Regions from separate parts of the Sus scrofa genome. Here all the other regions are linked to region 2. A link is a contact called in public HiChIP or PLAC-seq data. All regions are on one chromosome and are shown on one strand. Each heading gives the region's core, a stretch centred on a gene start, on an enhancer-like site or on the middle of the called end of the contact. The rest is flanking DNA. Distances are from core to core; before and after follow the strand shown.

Region 1 (3,238 bases), core at 348-2,847, 180 kb after region 2:
GGTAGAGACTGAAATTTTTGCTCATTTTGCAGATCCTAAGGCAGAGGGACAAGGTTATGCTTTCTATCCAGTTTGTTCCACTGGAGCTGGAACTTGGACTTGGAGCCCTAGTGGGTCCAGAACCAAGTCTAGGTTGAGCTGGCTAACCCGGGTGGCAGTGAAAGGCTGGGACAATTTGGACATTTTGACAATTCCAGCAGAAATCTGCAACTAAAAAGCTTAAACCTGCTTACTTCTACATTAGCATCGCTAGCACGAAGTAAGATTTGAACTTTACATGACTCATTGTGAGTGGGTGGCAACCTACTGTGGAGGCAATCTGTGAACCCGAGGTCAACATCCTGGTGAGAAATCTCTGCAGGTAGCAAGGGATACAGCCAGTCAGCACTGAGATAGAAGATCCATGTCCTCTTCAGCTTAGTCAGAGCACTTCCTGCTTTGTTTCTGATCCTGTTTCTAAGGATATTTGGCACAGTGTTTGGCTTGTACTTGGCACCACCGTCTTTGGGAAATAAGAATGCCTTACATGTGTACAGTGCTCTGGAGAACAGTTTTACACAGAGTATCCTTCTTGTTCCCTCTCAACTCTATTGTAACTGTTCATGTTCCCATTTTATGGATGAGGAAAACTGATGGAATTATATGTGCAAGTGTAGCAAGTAAGTTTTAGAGCAAGGACTGCTCTTAGGTCTTTTCTGTGTCACTACCACAATGATTTAACAGGTCATCTCCAGACACCATCCTAAAAATACACTTTTTTTCCATTTTCCCCTAAATAGACTTGCTTATACTTATTGTTGATCAGAACTGTTTGGGAGAGCAACAAGCCTCATGAGATCATCGTGAAAATGTGGGCTTTTAATACCCATAATACCAATAACACAGAGATTTCTCTGTGTTTCCACCATCCATAACATGGGGAGGATGTTCAATGAGCCTAGCACGGACCTTATGTCTGGACATTCAATCTGGAGAAGAGGTCGTCTATCCCAACTCTTCCTTCTCTTCCTGAATTTCCTTTCCATTAAAATCTCACTCCCACTCCTCAATTCAAATAATATTTAATAACTTTAATATTTTAATAACTCAGGGGCAGCCGTACCTCACATCTTTCTGTGCCCTTCCCTTCCTCCTAAGGGGCAGAATCCCTGAGTGATCCTAGTAAGTTCTGAAAAGCCTTAGCCGGGTAGATAATGGGTAAAGATCATTGCATTTCAGCTCCCTGATCCATTACACTCCTGCCTTTCACCAGCATGCAGAGCCTCGTGTTTTTTTTTTCTTCTAACAGAATAAATTAAATATGAAAGAGAAGGACTAATGTAATTCAAATAAACATGTTAATGACCCTATTTTTCCATTTGGTAACTAGACCGGATGTGGTGGAATGCCAGTTTTTTACTGAGCCTGTAATTTAAAACTTTCAACAAGGACACTTTTTTCCCCTTTTATTTCCATCCTCCACTCCCACCGCCTTTTATTCTTACAGACACTCCTTACTGTCCAATTAGTTTTGGAACACGAAAACTGTCCTCATGGCTGCCTGGAGTCACTGGGGACCTGGGCTGGTTTATCTCTGTGGGATGGCTTGGAAGTCTCGGGTTTCACTGGCGATTTCCCTGCTAGAGCTCTGTGCTGTTGGTGGGATGCGCACAAGGAGGGGGCACGATTCACACACCTCCCCTCTGGCCCCCGAACCCCATTTTGTGAAGTTTTGATGATGTTTTGCCTGCACATGCTTTGCTGCTCTGGGCGGTGCTTGCACATCACATTTGGAAACGGGGAGAGTTTAGTGTGTTGTTAACCCTGTCAGTAGCCATCCGTTCCAGTACACTTTTCTACGACTCAAAGCCATCTTCTGAAAGCTTGTTATCATCCAACTGAACCTCTTCCTGACTCAATGTCCCCCACATGACCCCTGAGTTTCTTTCTTTCCCTGTCCAACTCTAAGCTCCTTGTCTCCCTCTGCACCCCAAGAGTAGTCATGTTCCCCAGTATCCCCTAGCCCTCCTCCAGAAAACAAAACCCAAAATGAAGCCCTTTCTCTCCTCCAAATTTCTTACTTGCCACCTGCCTGCTACATTCACCCCTCCATTAGCTATAGACCCTGACTTTTCTCCAAAAGTGTGTGTGCATTTGATCCCTAATTTCTCTTCCACCCCCAAAATGTGCTGTCCCTTTGGCGTTTTACCTGCTAGAACCAGCTCTCTTGTTTCTTTTGCTTTGGTCAGTTTCCAGTGTTTGAAGGAAAACTTTTTGATCTGAATACATTTCCGTTTTTTTTTTTTTCCCCCAATTTACATGGGAGGGAGGAAAGGAGGGGAGAGGGGGCTCTGGCCCTGTTACTTCCTGTTTGTTTTGGTTCTGGAGAATGCAGACCATCTGTGCCTCTCGGAAACTAGTCTACAGCCATCGTGCTGATTCCGATATTTAACTTCTTAGTTTTTCCCTTGTTTCTCTCTAAATAATTTTCTATTCCTTCTCCAAAAACTCCAAACCCCTCATTAAATATTTCTTCCTGAAATTTCTTATCTTAATAGTACCTCTGGATACAGTTCCATTCCCATTAAGGCCAGGATTCAAATTAAGTAAACAATAATGGGAGAGGAAAAAAAGAGAGAGAAGGGAGAGAGGAAGGAGTAGGCGAAAGAAAAAAAAAAAAGTAGGTTCACTTTTTAGAAATGGATTTTACCGATTCCCAGTTCCTGTGTCCTCAAATCCATCGTTGAGGTTCAGCCTCACCTGTCAGGTGGACTTGCATTTTTCTGAAGACACATCTGTGGATGTTGGATCTCTCTAAGAGTGATCAGAGAGAGTCCCTCAGGAGTTTATTTTTCCAGCCACACAGTTTTTGGTTAAGGTCGTACTCTCTCATCATAACCAAGGCGGTTATTTCCCACAACTGGTAGAGAGCTCTCTTTTTAGAGAGCTGCTCACCAAATCCCAACATGTAGTCACCTTATGTAAAAGTCCTGTGCTCTGGATTACAGTTTTCATGCAGTTTCACCCACGAAGGTCTCAAAGAAACTAAATCTTCCTTTGGTAGGTGACTCTTAACTCCATAATAGATGAAAATTCAACTTTTTTTATAAAACAAATAAGCTGATTCCAGAGTAGCAAATTCCCATCTTCATGTCAAATGTCATTGCAATTTAGGACACAGTATTCTCCCCATTCATCTTTAAAAAAAAAAAAAAAAAAAAAAAGACTTTGGTTTCTTTTCCCTTTAGTACTTAAGGTC
Region 2 (3,013 bases), core at 327-2,826:
AAAAATTAGTTCATGAAGTTATTAGCTGATGATATTTTCAAATCAGCTAATATGGCATATGATTTTTTGGAGGGAGGCTTTACGTAGAAAGCTTGATTTTCCCCACACTCCAGTTAATATTTGCTCACCTTCTTCTACATTTTGCTTTCATTTTCAAAAGGGGTCTTTTAAAAAGTATCTGTTTTAGGTACTGGGGTTATAACAGTAAACAAAACAGATGAATACAAAAAAAAAAAATCCTTGTCTTCAAAGGGCTGATATTTGGAGTTCTCTCAGAAAACAAATATGCCATAAAATATAAAGCAGACTTTTTGGATAAAGTCTGTAAATGTAATAGAGAGCAAGAGAGGGGAGGGGAATAGGAAGTGCTAGGAAAGGAGTGTATCTTTGATAACTAGAATCAAAGAATCATACACATTTAGCAGTGAACTTTAAAGGATATGTAAGGGTATCTGAGAACTCCAAATACACTGAAATGACTTTCTGGATCATAGAAAGAACCAGAATGAAACATATACAAGTAACCAATCATGTATGAACATATTGGCTCTATTCAAAGTCAAATAGCAACTTATGTCAAACTTTTCTACAAACAGCTCACATGTGTTTAAGATACTCACCTCTTTCATCTAAGCCAGACTTACCATCAGCTTTTAGGCAACTCTACAGAACTTGTTATTGAGAATGAAGAACCAATGTCAGTGTGATTAGGAGCTGGTGAGATTCTTGTTTAAGTCATGTGATATGATTAATCTTAATAGATGAAGCCAGATAATCTTAGCTGGAGTAAGACTCATTCATTAGATGTGAGGACCTTTTCCTTACCCCTAAATGTAGCATCTCTTCTATGGAACCCAAAGCTTCAGAGTCTGTAATGTATTACAGTACTCTACTGCAATTATAATGCTTCTAAACTGTTTACTGAACTTTCTTCATACTTGGATTACTGACAGGGTGATGTTCTTTGGTTAGCACTCAAGTTCTCCTGTGATCTAACCCAAATTTGCATAAAATTTTCCTATTTTATTTCTTGATATTCCCTTTTACAAACTAAATGACTTGCTTTTTCCAATGCATGATAATCTCTTTTTTTTATGCAGTTTACACTGCTTGAAATGATTTCCCTTCCCTTTCTATACTTTGAAATCTCATCTATCCTTTAACAGTTTAATGGATTCTCCATCTGGAATCTCCTTCTTTAGTCATTTCTTCAAGTCATTACTCATTTTACCTAGCTAGAAATCTATTCTTTATTTCTCTGTCTATCTATTGATTATCTATTTATCCATCATCTATATACCCATTCCCTAAGGTACTTGGTATTTATTATATACTGAATAAGTGGATGAATGGTAAAATGGGAGGATAACAGACATTATATGGGGATATGAACAACCAATAAAGTAAAAGTGGTCTTGAGTAGATTCTATAGTCTGCTTTTGACAAAATATTAAATCCAATGTAAATGTGCCTTGTTTGACTTGGTCTAGAACCTGGGAGGCTGTCTGGTGGCATCCCAGGCTGCTGTCATATGTGAGATAATCTGGAACAAGCTTTCCTTTTAGAATTTAATACTTCTAGCTGATGTGTCCAAGCTACCTCATCAGGGTGTAGACTATGCTGACCTCTCTTACTTGATACCCATTGGTATGCTGAGGTTGGATCTTGTTTCCTACCTGAGCTCTAAAGATAAGAAAGCTAATACTTTTAATAGGGCTGTTGTGCCTCTGATTAGTTGAATCTGATGCTTTCAAAATCGCTGCTTTTCCCCTGGTGTGGGCAGCACATGATTTATTTTTAAATGCCATTCTTTCAGAATATTTTCCACAAGTAAAGGGTATGCTGAGAGAAAAAAAAAATTAAGGCATTGATTTAAAAATAAGTCCTGGTACCTCAGGAAAACGCAAGCACCAAGATGCAGTGGTTGTTAGAAGTGAATTGTGAGAGCATATAGCTTGGTCTCAGTAACATGACACACTCATATCTGATGAGACTAGAGGGAGAAAATAGCACTTCAGGCCCAGAGACAGGTTTAGTTATGAGTTGAAGGTGAAGTCAGTACTATTTAAAGTTTCATTTTATTTATAGAACTCACTAGTAAGTGTAGGGTTTCCAAGAAGGTAGAAGACGTGGCTTCTGATCCAGCACCCTTTCAAAATAATAAATATGATGAAGCTAATGCAAGTATTATTAATACATATATACTGAAACTTATAGCTGAATATACAGAGTAAGTAGGGTACTAATGAATTTACCTAATTGGAAATCTCATATAAAGGAAAATTTCTAACTATTCTATACAATGTATGGGACAGTGCCTCAGGGAAAGTATTGTTGTTGCCTAGAAATTCCATTGGACCTCATAACTAGACCAAGGAAAAGAAGGAAATCATCTCTGAAAACCACTGGAGTAGATTCAGGAATTACTAGACCAAGGAGGCTGACGAGAGGGAGATAAGAGTATCTAGAAAATGTTGCTAAAACAGTCTGTTCCCCCGTAACACTCATAGACCCAACCCCTACCTGAATCCCTGCCTTACATCAAGTCTTCTTCTCAATCTGTTAGGAACCTTCTTTCTATGATATTATAATGCAATTGCTCTGTGATTTGATAATAGAAGTTAAGCCTATACATTTTCATAATCACCTTCTCTAGAATACATCCATTATGCAAAGGAAGGAAACTTGTATGGCAATAATGATGATGTTTTATTTTAGGTGTACTAAGCTTTCGCTTATATTATCTCATTTGGTCCTCACAATAAACCTCTGAGGTAGGTGCTATCAATTTTAGAGGTGAGGAAAAGGGAGTCCTAGAAAAATTTCATAACATTTTATTTAGAGTTTCTCTGTCTCTTTCTCTCCCTCTCTCTCTCTCACACACACACAGAGTAATAGAAAGATGATAGATTAAAAAAAAAAAAAAAGCTTGGTGTATGGTTTGCACTCCTGAGTAAGGGTCACATAAACCTAATCTGGAAAATGATATTAAGGGAGGTTTGAAATCAGTCTG
Region 3 (2,826 bases), core at 101-2,600, 160 kb after region 2:
GAGGTTGCCGAATGCAGGGACATGTGGCGTGCATGCTACTGAAGTGAGAGGCATAGCATACACCTGCTTTTTGGCTGTGGCAGGCCATCTTGACTGTGCCATGCCACAAGTTAGCATTTTGGATGAGCAATTGCCATTCTGTTGTTTTCTTCTCAACACATGGTGTTCAAAAACAGTTAAAAGAAAACTGTACCCATTTGCTCATCCCAGAAATCTAAAATTTCAAAGAAGCATGCCAAATTAATTTTCACATAATATTTTCCAAGCTTCTTCTTTGCACTGAGAAATGATATTTCACTTTTTGAACTCTTGGTGTCCCGGCCTGAGGTAAATGGGTGCAGTTTCTCTTTAAATGGCATTAAACATATCAAAGCAGGATTATATCTGTCACTGTCTTTTTTTTTTTTTTTCTAATGGAATCAAAATCCTTCAGGGAGTGTCCCAAATCCACATTAATGTCTTTGAGTGCTAATGTTTCCACTGGGACTTTTACATTAGCAAAATACAAGTGTGTGGTTTCCCCCCTTCTGCCGTCTGTATAAGAAAGAGATGACGGCACATCCTTATTCTCCATGGCCTTCAGCTAACCCCCGTCAAGGTGGAAGAAGAAGACTGGAGATTTTTGGTGCTAATGCTTCCTTCTCTCCTCCTTTCCTCCCCCGTAGGACCCCCCCACCCCCAAAAAAGCTAATGTGAATGCTGTTTCTAACACGGGGGAATGTTTGAAATCCCAACCATGAATTTTATTGAAAAAAAGGCTAACCGCATAACCATCAATACTATCTTTTGAGGGCCTATTACAACTTAAATTTCACCTTTGCTCCTGATGGTGGAAAAATTAGACAAATCCGCACGATGTCAGAACCTCGCTGTCAACACTTTAGTTTTTGATTTGAGGCTATTGGTCATGTGTCCTTATTATTGCAATATAATTCCTGTCCACCTCAATCCCTCTTTTTTACTTCTTTAGCAAAACAATTAAATGACATGTTGTCAGCTCATGATTATTAAGTGGCAATGAAAGGCTGCAGTGTTTTAGAGAGATAACAATTATAAATAAATAATTGTAGTATCATAATAAAACATTAAAAAATTCTCACATCACGTTTCGTCTTAGAACGCACCTTTTCCTTGCATTTGGCTATATCCTGGAAAGTTATAGTAGTTTGAGAATAAAACTGTGTTTACGTGTGGTGTAGAAGGGGCTAGAAAGCCCTCTAGCATCATTCGCCAACCCTTGTCCAGCGTCTTCCTTCTTTCAACACCATCCTGGCCACAGAACGCTTGAGTTCTGGAGCCCAGGCTCTGAGAGAGCCATCCCTGGAGAGCTGGGAGCTGCGTGCTTCTTAGCTGGCTCTTTGCATACTTTCACTTTCTGGAGCACTCTGGAGAACGACACTACTTCCTTAGACACTCTTCCTATCCCTCCCTCTTTCTTCCTCTCCTACACCCTTTCCCGCTTTTCTTTTCTTCCCTTCCTTTTCCTACCCCTCATGCAACTAGGCGGAAGCTTGAAGTGGAGTCTGTGTGTGTGTGGATGGTGGAACGCAGGGAGGAGGGATCTCCTGATGCCTGAGCCCACCACTAGGAAAGAAACTCGGTGTTTTTATTTAAACAACCTTTCCCCACAGCTAAGCCTTCATATGTGGAAGAAAAACTCAAACTTCTTTCCCTTTTCACACTTTATGAAGACAAGGTAAGCAGAGGCAGTGATAATGTCAACCCTGGATTAAAAATGAAGCCTTTATTCACAAACTAGATGCTCACCTTTAAAGATTTTTGAGGAAAAATCCCTATCTATTGGCAATTATTGGAGAATTGACTGTGCTAGATTTTTGTTTTGTGTGTGAGAATTGTGCATGTTTTTCTGTTATTGAAAGAGTTTGGGGATTTTGTTTGTGTTTTTAAGCATTAGTTGCACAAAAGCTTTGCAATGTCAGGTAGACTGTCTTCTATAGCTGGAAAAAAAAATGCCCTTTGTACATGAATCATTTGAATTTTCTACGTTTGGTATTCTTTTTGGTGACTCCAGTGTCAGTTTATTCATGTTAGCATATTTAAATGTCAAGGTGGCAGAAAATGTGTGTTTATATTTGTATAAACTTCTGCACACAATTTAGCACCATATAGCAGACACTCACTAAAAATATTGCCGATGGTATTCATAGTTGTTTCACCTCTGGGTTTCCCTCTTAGCAAACTTTGGCAAAGAACATGGGCTTTGTAGCTAGACAAAATTGGATCCGCGTATGCTTGTCATAAAGTACTTTCTACTTTGTGAGTCTGGTTAAACCACAATCTTGGTGTGCCTCAGTTTCTTCACTTGAAGAAAAGAGGGTGATAATCTCTACTCTGGAAGGTTTTTATTAGGATTAAATAAGATAATATAGGTAAATCCCCCAACATAGTGTCTGAAACATGGTAGGCACTTAAATTATTTCTCTCCTCCCTTCTTTTTAGGAGAAATGCCTGGATGATACGATCACTTCTCTGGTCTTAAGTTTACTATTAGTGATTTTCCTCCATATCCAAATTTTTTGAACCAGTTGTATTCATTAAGTTTTAGCCACTCAATTTTTGTTCATCTCAAAGGAAATCATTCTGCTGTGGCATATACTGAAATATAACTGTAAGCGAAATGACTTGGAGATTAGGTAGTGTGTTGGAGCTAATAGACACATGGCTCAGCCAGGTTCTTTGCTTTATCCCCAGCTCCACCCTCATCCTTGACCTAAATACTCTCTCAGAGACTGGGCCTAAGCGGAGCAGCAAGGCTGAGAGAGCCCTGTTTCTGAGCTACTCAGGGCACTGAATTGGGGGTAGAGT

The links. HiChIP or PLAC-seq counts read pairs in DNA pulled down with a chosen protein or histone mark.
Region 1: an H3K27ac HiChIP or PLAC-seq map of skeletal muscle shows a contact between it and region 2. The contact joins two enhancer-like sites.
Region 3: a contact with region 2 is called in an H3K27ac HiChIP or PLAC-seq map of skeletal muscle. The contact joins two enhancer-like sites. A contact is called at or near these places in 1 of 47 Hi-C or Micro-C datasets (embryonic fibroblasts) and 1 of 2 datasets of contacts at active chromatin or transcription factors (skeletal muscle).

Annotation. Positions count from the first base shown.
Region 1 is chr13:145,568,319-145,571,556 of Sscrofa11.1, forward strand. The region is part of intron 5 of ZBTB20 (zinc finger and BTB domain-containing protein 20); the gene reads left to right. Among named protein-coding and RNA genes, the nearest start is that of DRD3, 200 kb to the right of the region's middle. Within about 2 kb of position 1,598, at least 29 of the 83 cell types and tissues checked have an H3K27ac peak or open chromatin away from gene starts, as enhancers often do. A contact at or near this core is called in skeletal muscle, where this site is marked.
Region 2 is chr13:145,385,990-145,389,002 of Sscrofa11.1, forward strand. All of the region lies in intron 4 of ZBTB20 (zinc finger and BTB domain-containing protein 20), which reads left to right. Among named protein-coding and RNA genes, the nearest start is that of DRD3, 380 kb to the right of the region's middle. Within about 2 kb of position 1,577, at least 4 of the 83 cell types and tissues checked have an H3K27ac peak or open chromatin away from gene starts, as enhancers often do. A contact at or near this core is called in skeletal muscle, where this site is marked.
Region 3 is chr13:145,548,036-145,550,861 of Sscrofa11.1, forward strand. All of the region lies in intron 5 of ZBTB20 (zinc finger and BTB domain-containing protein 20), which reads left to right. Among named protein-coding and RNA genes, the nearest start is that of DRD3, 220 kb to the right of the region's middle. Within about 2 kb of position 1,351, at least 10 of the 83 cell types and tissues checked have an H3K27ac peak or open chromatin away from gene starts, as enhancers often do. A contact at or near this core is called in skeletal muscle, where this site is marked.